2 separate regions of the Arachis hypogaea genome follow, and region 1 is linked to region 2. A link is a contact called in public Hi-C data. All regions are on one chromosome and are shown on one strand. Each heading gives the region's core, a stretch centred on a gene start, on an enhancer-like site or on the middle of the called end of the contact. The rest is flanking DNA. Distances are from core to core; before and after follow the strand shown. Region 1 has its middle 32 kb from the start of LOC112695967. Region 2 holds the start of LOC112805302.

Region 1 (6,906 bases), core at 1,207-3,706, 92 kb after region 2:
TCCTCCTCCATCATCATCATCATCGTTATCGTCATTATCTTCTTCTAATACGTATCATTGTTATTGTTATATTGATGACATTGTCTTATTCAAAATTGATTTGGATGAATTTTTATTCAAAATTGACTTGTTTCTCAATTCGAGTTTATATAATAGACAATTTTCGCTTTATTTAGTATTATACAATGGTTTCGTTTTGATACTATTTTTGGTTTATTCGAGATGCAGGTGTTTCTGAATTCGAATTTATTTAATGGACAATTTCGATTTATTTGGTATTATACAATGATTTTGTTTTGATAATATTTTTGGTTCATTCAGGACGCACATGTTTTTTAATTCAAATTTATATCATAGACAATTTTCAGTTCATTTGGAATTATATGATGGTTTCATTTTGATAATATTTTCGGTTTCAAAATGATTTAATGATGTCACCACAGAGAATCAAAATCAATAAAGATGTTAACAAAATGTTGATGTTAGTGATGACAATAATGATGATGAATGAGAAAGAAGAAAAAGAAGGAAGAGATCAAAGAAATTCAAATAAAAAAGAAACAAAAAAGATGAGGAGGAGATGAATCTGGTGGTATAGTGATGGTGACGATGATGATAATAAAAGAAAAGACGAAGAAAAAAGAGAAAGAGAAGGAGAAGAAGGAAAAAAGGGAAAAAAAGAAAAAAAAAAAAAAACAAAATCCCGCACAACGTGAACTAAATGATTTGATTATTTGGTTGCATAAATTACTTGGATGTATTTCGTCTAATTAACCGATTTTGAGTTAATTAAATGATTTATTTACTCGTTTGTTCAAATAAATATCGATACTTAAATTTTATCTTTTATATATATATATATATATATATATATATATATATATATATATATATTATATATATATATATATATAGTAATTTATTTAGTTAACAATAAATCTTTAATCAAAACTAAAATCTTTAATAAATCAATCTTTGATGATTTACTGAACTGAATAGTTTTATAAGGAAAAAAAATGTATTAATTATATTTTAAAATTGATTATTTCTCAGAAGGTTAAAGGTTCCATTATTAGATTAGATTGGATGTTAGATTAGATGTGATCAAGGGCAGTCTAGAATCTATGCAATGAACATATCTAAATTTGTAGGGCGAAGAAACAAGATTTAGGTTTCACAGTAAACTGTTTTTGGACGTTCTGAAGCTCAATGCTAGCCGCCCCAAATTGTCAAGAATATATGTAAACAAATACTAAAGACACTATGCATTCCCTTTGATAAACAATTTTGATCATCAATATCTTAAGTGCTTTACGCAATGTTGTTTTATTGTAAATATTTCTTCCAAAAAAAATTAATTTACTATTACATATAAATAATTTTATATCTAACAATTTTATTATCATTAAAGTTTTTTAACATTATTAAATATTTATATGCCAAATATAAACTTATTTATGCATTTTTTTAATTAAAGATATAATTATTCATTTATCTCTTATTAGTTTAAACTTTTAAAAAAAATGATAATTGTTATCACCAAAAGAGAAAAGAATAACATAAAGCAAATAAAAAAATATTATATAAAAAAAGATCATGTGTAATAGACGTGTTAGATTATAATTATTTATGTATCTTTTTCTATTAATTTAAATTTAAAAAAAAATAATTTTATAACCTCTTTTATTATTTTAAATTTTTGAAAAAAATTAATTTTATGACTTTCTACATAAAAAGATGTGTTATAAAGGTAACTATTTATATACTTATGACTCTTATATAAATGATAATGAGAGGGTTTATAAATAATATACAATTATATAATTTATTAGAGATATCATTATTTATATGTTTCTTTTTATTATTATTTTAAATTTTAAAAAAAATTAATTTCAGATATGATATTAGAATTTTTGTATTCGAAAAATTTAAAATTTAATATTTAGTGAAAAAAATAATCAACATAAAATAAAAAAATTAAGAAATATATTAAAAATATAACTATTTATATACTTATTTTTAGCCCTTTAAATTTTAAAACAAAGTGGTTTTATGACATAATTAAATAACCGATCAAGTCTATGAATGCAATATGTCTGAGATACAACTATTGCTTAAGCACCTTGATTACTAAGGTAGACTACATAATTTCTTAATGAATTAATAAGCCGATCTCATACATTATATATTATACATATTGTTGCTTCAATTCATATCTGTTAAGTAATTATTAAATAATTTGGCTTCTCTCTATGTGAGAATACGAGGAGCCAACAAATGTAAATCTTGACTAAAATGTTCTAAGCTTTTTCAATTTGGAATTAAAAGGACTTATTATTCCATTTACCAGCAAGTGGTGGAAGGAGATTAATTAAATTAATGCTAGTTGTATACGTAAAGTATATCCACCAGTTAAGTGATTCATTGAACATTGCTCTGATGAGGTACACTACTAGCTAGGGTGTGACATCATTACTGTAACGTTTTATTATTTGTCAAGTAGCAGCTATGATTCCACAACTCATGCTGCAGATGCAGGAGAAAAATCTACTCAACTTGTTGCTACTTTCTTCTCAAAATTTTTGTTACTTATTATTAGTTTAATTGTTCAAGTAGTTGTTGAAACTTAGTCAGATCAATAATTCTAATAAGTTATTATATATACAAAATAAAATTTGAATTTTTATATTTATTTAAGTATAAATGAGTGAATTAATTATTGGATTAATTTAGTTTGCTACTTAGTCATTTTCAAGTATTATGGATGTGCAAACAAATGAAGTAATAAATTTTAGAAACACAAGCAAATAACAATTTTCTATTTAACTTTGAATAGGCAAATCAGTGAATTCAAAAGCTATCTTTGAATAGAGTCACCAAAAAAGCTATCTTTGAATAGGTAATTTTCTATTTAACTTTGAATAGGCAAATCAGTAATAACTTTGAATAGGCAAATAACAATTTTAGTTGACATTGAGGTATCAAGAACTCAAATCAAATAATAGTAATGCATTTTTTTAGATAGAATAAATAAATACAAATTTTATTAATTTTTTAATAACAACTTTCATCTTTGTTACAAATATGTTATAATTATTTATATATTTCCTCCTTTCAGTTTATGTTTCTCGGACTAATAAAATTATGAATTTATGATATAATATCATAATTTTTATGTTTAAAAAATTTAAAATTTAATTCTCAGGTCAACTAGAAAATATCATCATATAAAGCAAATAAAAAGAAAAAAAATCTATACAAAGATTTAAAAGGCGATTCTTATTTGATAAGACGTGTTAAAGATATATTTATTTACGTATCTGCTTTTAGTAACTTAAGTTTGAAAAAAAATATAAGTAAAATATTATTTTTATATCTAACGTTTGGGGTAAATTTATTTGTATTTTTAATGTTTAAATCGTCTTATTTGTATCTACTAACGTTTATAAAAGTAATTCATCAATATTATCTTACTATCAATTATACTAATAAATCAGATTGTATTTTTCAATTATTTTTACTTGAATGTATTCATTCTCAATTAAGTCTCACTTAGATGTGTTCGATTTTAATATTATACCCAAAATTTGTGTATAGATTCAATTATGTCCCTACAAGAAAATGAATTATATAAATGCTACAGGGATTAGTTTCAACTTTTAATTAGTTATTATCCGAATTTGATCATTAGTTATGACTCAGACATTTATTTCTAACTTCTAACTTTAAGAAGAGATTTTTAGAACTCCGACTAAAATTCATGATGTGTAATTGACGGCAAAACAATATCAAATTACTTTTACAAACGTTAGGAATATAAATAGAATGATTTAAACTTTAAAGATACAAATAAAACTTATCTTAAATATTAGGAATAAAAATAATACTTTACTAAAAAAATATTATGACATGTTTTGATTTATTAAATTAGCAAATTAAGTTGCTAGCTGCTGCTCCTATATTGGTTAGAAGGCAGAAATTGATGTTTCTTATAAGAAATAGTAAATTCATTTGTTTATGTGGATGAGAGAACTATTTTTTTTTTAAAATATAGAAGTAGAAATGAAAATAAAAATAAAAAATAAATGTAAAAAATAATTTTGTAGTTAAATTTTTTTGTCAAGGGAGAACACAAATTATAGAGGTTTAGAATGTTTCCTCTGGGTAGCACATGTGATGGCCATGATTAATCATACGGTTGACATCACAGTATCACACACACAGATATAAATAAATAAATAAATTAGAATACATTTCGGGTTATAGTGTTTTAGCATGGACATGAGAACCGGACCGTACCGGCATTTAACTATTAGATCAGTTCAATCTAAAAAAAATAAAAAAAAATAATTGACAATGAACTAATTAAAAATTAAAAAATCAGTCAAAAATTAATTTATTAATTGAATTAATGTAAATTTTTAATAGTTAATTAATTTAAAATAATAAAATATAAATTTTAATATATTTTAATATATAAATATATTATTTTATTATATTTAATATAATTTTAATTAACTTTCGATTGAATTTTTAAATTCTTAAATTTTTAATTCCGTTGATTTATTGACCAATTGGATTTTTAAAATCGTGTGTTTTAAAATCTTGTGTTTTTAATTTTTATACAATAAATTTAACCAATATATTAAAAAAAACAAAAATTAGGGAAAAAAATATAAACTCGTCCTGTCTAATTATTTTCAAAAGACAACGCATTTTCAATAAAAAAATCAGTCAATTCTAATTGATACACAATGCTTAAATCAACAATTTAATATATCATATAAATATATTTTATTAATCTAAAATAAAAAAAATTGACAAAATGACTAACTAGTCTTAAGAAACGACGAAAGTAAAGATTAAGAATCGAAAAATATATTTTTTTGATTGGAGATGAACATTGGTTAGGTTTTTTTCTCTTAATTAATTGATTCAGATATTTAATCAATCACGTATTTCATTCTTTTTTTACTCTAATCATTTATAAAAAAATATTATTTATATATTAAAATTAATTATTATATATTTATATATAAATATATGTATTATTTAATTTATTTTTAATATATATTTTATATTAATAACTAATTTTTATAATTAATTTTGATATACAACTGATTGATGTTTATAAACAAAAGAGTAGTTAGGTGTCAAGATCGTATCGGTGATGAATTGATGATATGCATTATATATTTTTGCACATGATGTGCGGTTATACACAATTGAATTTCATCTATATCCTTATACATTCCTTTTAAGAGACTAATAGACTCTATCCAAAAGATAAAAACGGATCCTCACTTTACATTACCAGCACACTTAAAAAGGAAAGTAGCGAAATGTACATTGTATCTTCAACTGTATACTACTACTCTCTTTAATTTAATCAAAATTTCTTTTAATTAAAATAATGATGAAACTCATATATATGTGTCTTCCATAAATTTTTAGTCAATGTCATTCCAAAAATTTAAACTAAGCTTAAACTGATTTTGGAGTTCACTAAGAATTGAACTCTTTAACTTTTCGAATTTACAGTTCTAATACTATGTTATGATATCACTCATCTGTTTATGCTAATGAAAAAAAATAATACTAATAATTATATCTCTAATACTCCTTAAACTTTTATTGTACACATTATACAAATATTTCATTGGCTCTCCATACTTTTCATTTCCGTTTTGATTTTATAAAACATAAAATTTATCTATTTTAATTACAATGGTTAATTATCCTGTCAAATGTTTATCTGACAAATTTATTTATATTTTTAAACTATTTATAGAAAAATAAATTTAATTTTAATATACAGATAATATACAAAAATTAGATGACTATAATCAATTATTTTGCTAATATGATAATATATAATTAATTCTTTATGTAAAAATACACATTTTAAATTATATAGAGAAAGAATTTAATTAGTTTTGATGTACTTCATAATATAAAAAAAATTATATAATAATTTAATGAAATTATTTTATTAACATAATAATACATTATTAATTGTTTATATAAATTCTCTTGCACAACTAAATTTTGGTTTAATTATTTTATTAGTTTTTATAATTTTATTAAATTTTTAATTATTAAGTCTTTATAACTTAAAATTTTGTAATTAAATTTTTATATAAGATACAAAATTTTAATTAAATCTTTTTAAATTATTTTTTGTTAAAAAATACCAAATTTTTTAAATATTTATTTTTGTATTTAATGTAAAATAAATTATAAAATATTTTATAATTAGTGTATTTTTTTTTTGAAAAATAATAACTACTATGAATCTAATTACAAATTTTTATTTAATATAAATACTTAATCTAATAGAAAGAAGTAACACGAATGGTTATATCTCGAATATTTTTTTTAAATAAGAGTATTTTTTAATTTATTTAAATTTTTATATAATTTTTTATTTATTTTATATTATTTTTATTTGTTGAATTCACCAAAAATTAAATTTTAAATCTTTTTGGACATACAATTTTGATATTTAGCGAAGATATTACGTTTTCAAAAAAAATTAAAGTTTACAAGACAAGAGAATTAAACTCTAAATTTGTATATGTTTGAGTTGGCTGAACCAAGACATTTGTGATATTTGGCATTTACAATGACTATGACTATGACTTGACCCGTTTCTCTCTCCCTTTTCCCTCTCAATCTCTTTGTCCCTATCTAACTCCAATATAATCTCATAACCCCTTCTCCTTTTTTCATTATTTAATTTCTTCTCTTATAAATCTCTCTTTCTCTCTGTCTTTCTTTCGGTACTCACTTCGCATTTTTGATTTCCTTGTTGGCAATTGATGTCATGAGGCAATGAACATGATGATGTCTTCACATCATGATACAGGTAGAAATCTTCGCACAAAAAAGAATTATTACATGGTG
Region 2 (6,765 bases), core at 81-2,580:
TACCTAGTAAAGTTCTATTCGATGGAAGATTTTGACTTTGCCCTGCTAGAAGGACCTTGGAAGATTTATGATCATTACCTCACAGTGAGAATGTGGGAACCAAACTTCAATCCCCTGACAGCAAGTATAGACAAGGTAACTGCTTGGATTAGACTACCGGCACTCCCCATTGAACTGTATGACAGAATGGTGCTAAGGAAGATTGGAAATCTAGTTGGGAGAACAATAAAAGTGGATAGCAACACAGCAGAACTAAGCAGAGGAAAGTTTGCTAGAATGTGCGTAGAAGTGGACCTAACCAAGCCACTTGTGGGGAAGTACCTAATCAACGGAAGGGAGTATAGGGTGGAATATGAAGGGATACATCAGATCTGTTTTTCTTGTGGACGGATAGATCATGATCAAAAGCTCTGTCCTTTAAAAGAAGTCCAGAACAATGTGCCAAGTGTTCAAGAAGAGAGGGGAAATGAGTTACCAGAGAAAAATCAGATAAGTGATGAAAGGAATAATAAAGAAGACGGAAAGATGTTGGATAAAGGAAAGCAAGTTTTGCAAGAAAGTCAAGAAAACTTTGGTGATTGGATGGTTGTCCAAAGACCCAAAAAAGGAAGAAAAGGCCAAGAAGCAGGATCCAGCAAGACAAAAGAAACAAGTACGAAGACAGAAAATAAGAGCAGATTTAGTGTGCTGCATATTGAGGAAGTGAATGAAGAGACAACTGAAGGTGAAAATGGGGAAAAATCAGAGGGGAAAAATGAGAAGGAAAAAGGAAAGAAAGACAATGCAAAAGGGAAGAGGGTTAAGATTCAACAAAATAAACCTGAAACACAAAGAGAGAATCAGGAAGGAAAAGCCATAGGGGGAGCCAACAATGTTGAACAGCAACGGCATACACTAAACACAGAACATAAGGAAAAGGGAGAAAAAGGAAATGGAGGCAGAAGCATGACCAAACAACAAGAAGAAGGACAACATCATGAAGAAAATTGGATTGAGAAAGTTGATTCTACCCAATGCACTATGGAAGAAGGAATTGAATTATCAAATCAAATCACCCCAACCAATGGAAGACCACCTGACTTAGATAATACAAAGGAAAATAGTCCAGCTCCCATGGAAATGGAGGAAGAGACAGAAGATTCGAATATAAAACTACTGGAGGGGGTAGACTTCACTACTCCCCACATCAGTGCTCTTGCGGACACCAGAATGGATGACAATTAGGGTGCCAGGTGTTGGGCTTCCTGTGCTTTTATTGAGTGTCTTTTTAAAAATTTGTTTTGTTTTGTTTTGTTACCTTTTTTTTCCTTTTTTTTTCTCAATCTTTTTAATGATTAGTTTAATTTGGAATGTCAGGGGAGCAGCAAGTAGTGCTTTTAGAAGAACGTTCAAAGAAATAATCAGACAACACAAGCCAGATATTGCTATATTGTTAGAAACTAAATGTAGGGGAGAGAATGCAAAGAATGTTATAAGACAGATTGGATATAACAACTATATTTGGGAAGAAGCCCAGGGTTTCGCAGGAGGGATCTGGATTTGTTGGAACAGAGCAGACCTGAATATTAGTATAGTGGAATCCCATGCACAATTTATTCACACTAAAATACAAGAAGATGGAAAGAAAGAATGGTTCTTTACTGCGGTTTACGCTAATCCACACTATCAAATGAGGAGAGTGATCTGGCCAAAGCTTCTGGATATAGCTAACACTATGAGAGGCGAATGGCTAATAGCAGTGGACTTCAATGAGATCAAGGACAGCTCAGAGAAAAAAGGTGGAGTGGCTATTGACCTTAATGCTTGTAACTGGTTTGCAAGTTGGATCAACGAAAGTGGGCTAATTGATCTCGGTTTCATCGGCTCCCGGTTCACCTGGAGAGGACCCCAATGGGAGGGACAAGAGAGGGTCTTTAAGAGACTAGATAGAGGTCTTGCTAATAATCAATGGAGAACGAGATTTCACGATGCTACTGTCGAGGTGCTAACGAGAAGAAGATCGGATCACCACCCACTGCTTATTAAAACAGAGAGAGTTACACATATAGCCAACAACAAACCCTTTAGGTTTGAGGCTATGTGGACTCTTCACCCAGAATTTCAGAACTGTTTTAACGACAGTTGGAACAATCAGGCCTCGCTTTGCAATGCCCTCAATAAACTCAAGGAAGACCTCCAAGAATGGAACAAGAATACCTTTGGCAACATTTTCAAAATGAAAAGGAGACTTCTTAATAGAATTAAAGGAATTCAAAGATGCAATAGCTACGGAAGAAATCCCTATCTTGAAGAACTAGAGCAAAAACTTAACAGAGAGCTAGATGACATTTTGGACAAAGAGGAATCTTTTTGGTTGCAGAAATCTAGGGAAAAGTGGATCGTGGATGGAGATAGAAACACCCGATACTACCATACTAAAACACTTGTCAAGAGGGGAAAGAATAGAATAATGAAGCTCAAAGGAATAGATGGGGAGTGGATCGAAGAAGAGGAGGAGCTAGGAAACCACATTATTAACCACTTCAAAAATATCTATCAAAATGAGGTAATGACTGTTTCTTTTGAATTAAAATACTATGCCCCACCTGATTTTACCAATGATGATTGCAGGAGATTCATAACACCTCCAAATGAAGAAGAAGTGAGGAAAGTCATTTTTAGCATTGGCTTCCTGAAAGCACCTGGAAGTGATGGATTCCCTTCTCTCATATATAAGAATAACTGGGATAGCATGAAAGGAAAAGTACAGGAATTCATAGACATGTGCTGGAGGAATCCAGAAACTATAAGACAAGCAAACTCCACCCTCATTGCTTTGGTGCCTAAGATCAACAACCCAGAGCTGATTAACTAGTTCAGGCCCATAGCACTATGCAATGTGTGCTATAAGGTCATAACAAAAGTGCTAGTGGAAAGGTTAAAACCACACTTGAACGACAGAATAGCGGCGCACCAGTCAAGTTTCATACCGGGAAGGAAAATTCAGGACAACATCATCATTGCAAAGGAGCTTATTCACACTATGAAGAGAATGAAGGGGAGAAAACAGTTCATGGCGATCAAAATAGAGTTCGAAAAAGCCTATGACAGGATGAGTTGGGATTTTCTCAAGACTAGATTGGAAGAATTCAAATTGCCAGAAAAGATGGTCGAGATTATAATGCAATGTGCGAGTACGGTATCGTTCAATGTTATTTGGAATGGGAATAAGACGGAAGAATTTATTCCAAGAAAAGGATTGTGACAAGGGGATCCCATTTCGCCCTACTTGTTCGTTATGTGCATGGACAAGCTCTCGCACCTCATAGAACAGAATGTGCTGGACGGGGAATGGAAGCCGATTGGGGTGGGTAGGGATGGACCAAAAATATCCCATCTTATGTTTGCGGACGACCTTCTTCTTTTTGCGGAAGCAACACAAGACCAAATGGCAACAATAAAAGGTGTTTTGGAAACATTTTGTAATGCTTCGGGGTTGAAAATAAATGAAGATAAGACTGCCATTGTGTTCTCTAAGGGTACGGCTGGAAGCACAAGGGAGGAGATTCAAAATTTGTCTAAATTTAAAGAACAGAAAGAGCTAGGCAAATACTTGGGAGCGAGCATCTCTGACAAAAGGGAAGGAAAGGAGAGGTATAAGGACATAGTGAGAAGGGTTCAAAGCAAACTTAAAGGCTGGAAGACTAAGTGTCTTTCTTTGGCAGGAAGGCTAACACTTGCACAATCAACTATTAGTCCTATTCTGAACTACCAGATGCAGCACGAAAGGGTACCTAAGGGAGTTTATAGGAAGGTGGAAAGACTTCAGAGAAACTTCATATGGGGAGATGAACCAAATAAAAAAAGATTGCACCTGATTGGATGGAAGACTATGTGTCTCCCAAGGCACGAAGGAGGACTGGGGTTTAGGAAGTTATCATCCATGAATGATGCTTTCCTTATAAAAGTTTTATGGCAAATGGATGAAAACCCAGAGCAGATGTGGGTGAAAGTCCTCAAGCACAAATACTGTGATGGTAACCTAATTGATGACGACACGCAAAGTAGAAACACAGATTCAAGCTTCTGGAGAGAAGTTCTCAAAATGTGGCCAACTTTTCAAGCAAACACTGTGAAGTTTATTGGGAATGGGAGGGGTACTAGATTTTGGCATGATCACTGGCTTGAAGGGGCAGGAGCACTTTAGGAGAGTGCCAAAACACGGATTTCAGACAGCAATAGCCTTGTCTCAGAATGGGTGGAAGAGAATGGAGAATGGAACCGGAGAAAACTCAATACCTATTTGCCAGAAGAGATTGTCCAGAAAATTACAGCAACATACCCTCCTCATTTTGAGGCAGATGAGGATAGAAAAGGGTGGAAGCATAATGAGGATGGAGATTTCTCGATTGCATCGACCTATAAAGCTCTAAACAATTGGAGCAAACCAAATAAAACTATTTGGAGTCACCTATGGAGCTGGAAAGGCCCCCAAAGAGTCAAGGTTTTCATGTGAACTGTTATGCATAAGAGAACTCTTACAAACCAGAGAATAGCAAGACTGTTTGGTGGTAATGGATACTGCAAGGTTTGCCAAGGAGTGCAAGAAGATCTTCTACACCTATTCAGAGATTGCCCTAAAGCGTCAACAATTTGGGTTAATTTTCTTAATCCTATGGAATTACAGAAATTCTTCGGTCTTAATTGGGGAGATTAGGTGGAAGCTAACCTAAGAAAACAATTGGGACAGAATCAAAATATAGATTGGAAGGATATATACATGGTTACATGCTCAAAAATCTGGTTTTGGAGAAATAAGAAAAATCATGAAGACAATTATAGAAGACCAATCCAGCCATACAGAGAAATCATCAAAGAAATTCAGGAAATTAACAAAGCTTTTGAAAAAGCTTACCTGGTGGGAAAGGTGCGGGCGAGAAGACTTGGCCAGGTGGGGTGGAAACCCCCGCCAAAGGGCTGGCTGAAGCTTAACGTGGATGGAGCGTCGGTGGCGAATGCGGGTAAGGCGGGTTGCGGCAGCCTCCTGCGGGATGAGAACGGGAAGTGGATTGCGGGCTTCACTCACACGATTGGAAACTGCTCTGCCTTCATCGCCGAACTGTGGGGTGTTGTACAAGGGCTGAACCTGGCAAGGAGACTGGGAATGAAGAAGATAATGGTAGAATGTGACTCAGAGGGAGTGGTGAAGTTATTGAATGAGGAAAGAAAACTACAAAGGCACCCTAATTCTCTGATTAGAAGGATTAGTGAGCTGAAAAAGCTTAATTGGAGAATTTTTTTGTACATAATTATAGGGAAGGCAATAAGTGTGCAGATTGCCTGGCCAGAAAGAGTATTGATCTTGATTTTGGGTTTTTGTTCTGGGATTATCCATTTCCAGAGTTAGTTAGTATTCTCCAGGAGGATGAGAAAGGGGCTACCTTACCCCATTCTATTTGTATTTAGTTTCTTGTTTCTTTCTTTTGGACTTTTTAGCCTCGTTTAAATACCAAAAAAAAAAAAAATATTTTGTACCTCGACAAAAAACATATTACATGTACAAGCCTTTTAATTTTTTTATGGAGAGCATACAAATTTATTGATATGGCACAAATTTTTGTACATACTACAATTTGCTCACAACACAAACTTATCAATATATTATAGATATTTTTGCACATAACACAAACTTATCAACATAGTATAAAAATTTTTAGAGAATCACATACTCCACATAAATATTTATACATAGCACATAAATTTTTGCTATGAATAAATTATGTTAATTGAGTGAGTCAATGTTTTGAGTATGTGATCCTTCAAAAATTACTGTGTTGCACACCAAAATTTTTATGATATACTAAAAATTTTTTGTACTGTGCGTATTGTTAGTTGGTATCAATATATTGAATATGTAGTCTTTCAAAAAAATTTTTGCTAAGCACCAAAACTTGTGTTATACACTAAAATTTTTGTATTGTGCGTGTTTTGTTAGTTGAATATGAATGTTTTGAACATACTGTCTTTAATTAATTTTTGTGTTATATATTAAAATTTATATGTCTCTACCAAAATTTATGTGTTGGGAATCAATTTCTGTGATCTAGTTACCTGGACATATATAGAAAAGGAAAAAGATAAAAACAATAAAAATAATAATGATGATAATAAACGAGAACGAAGAAAAAGAAAAAGATAATAAGATAGCAAGATGATGATGACATCAACAGTGATAATAATAACGACAGAACGATGATAAAGATAAAAAATAAGGAGAAGTACCAATTTAAAAAAATACCGATAACTTGGTTGAAAATTTGTTTTAAAAAACGTTTGAATTCCTAATTTTATTGGGAAAAAAAAAGTATATCTGGTACTTTAAGAATGTGCCTAAATTGCACTCACTCTGACTTTTGAGGTTGAATCGAATTTTCAAGGAGAAAAAGGGTAATATCCTAAACGAGTTTTTAATCTTTAACAAATTTATGAACAAATTTTTTTTAATTTCATTAGACATTATTTTTTATATAATATTGTTTATTTATATAGAGGAATTGATTTAAGAATATAAAAATTTGTTAGGACTATTAACATCAATGAAAATAGCTGTATCTAATTTTTTATTAAAAAAATTAAATTGAAGATGAATTTGTTTAATAAAATAAAAAGTTAGAAAATAATTTAATAATTAAAATTTTATTAAGGATTAAATGGTTCGATTAAAAGTTTTTCTTTAAATATTATTTAAATTTAGGAAAAAAGACAAAAATGTCATTGACCTTTTGA

Evidence for each region. A called contact is a pair of places that touch in the nucleus more often than the background predicts.
Region 1: a contact with region 2 is called in a Hi-C map of leaf, with 2.2 times the contacts expected there. The contact joins the enhancer-like site here to the promoter of LOC112805302 in region 2. A contact is called at or near these places in 2 of 8 Hi-C or Micro-C datasets (both in leaf).

Annotation. Positions count from the first base shown.
Region 1 is chr6:10,679,760-10,686,665 of arahy.Tifrunner.gnm2.J5K5, forward strand. No RefSeq gene overlaps it. Among protein-coding and RNA genes, the nearest start is that of LOC112695967, 32 kb to the right of the region's middle. Within about 2 kb of position 2,457, at least 1 of the 3 cell types and tissues checked has open chromatin away from gene starts, as enhancers often do.
Region 2 is chr6:10,588,409-10,595,173 of arahy.Tifrunner.gnm2.J5K5, forward strand. LOC112805302 reads left to right here and starts at 1,331. Exons shown (of 1, transcript XM_025847700.1): 1 at 1,331-2,854. The coding sequence starts at 1,331. The coding sequence ends at 2,854.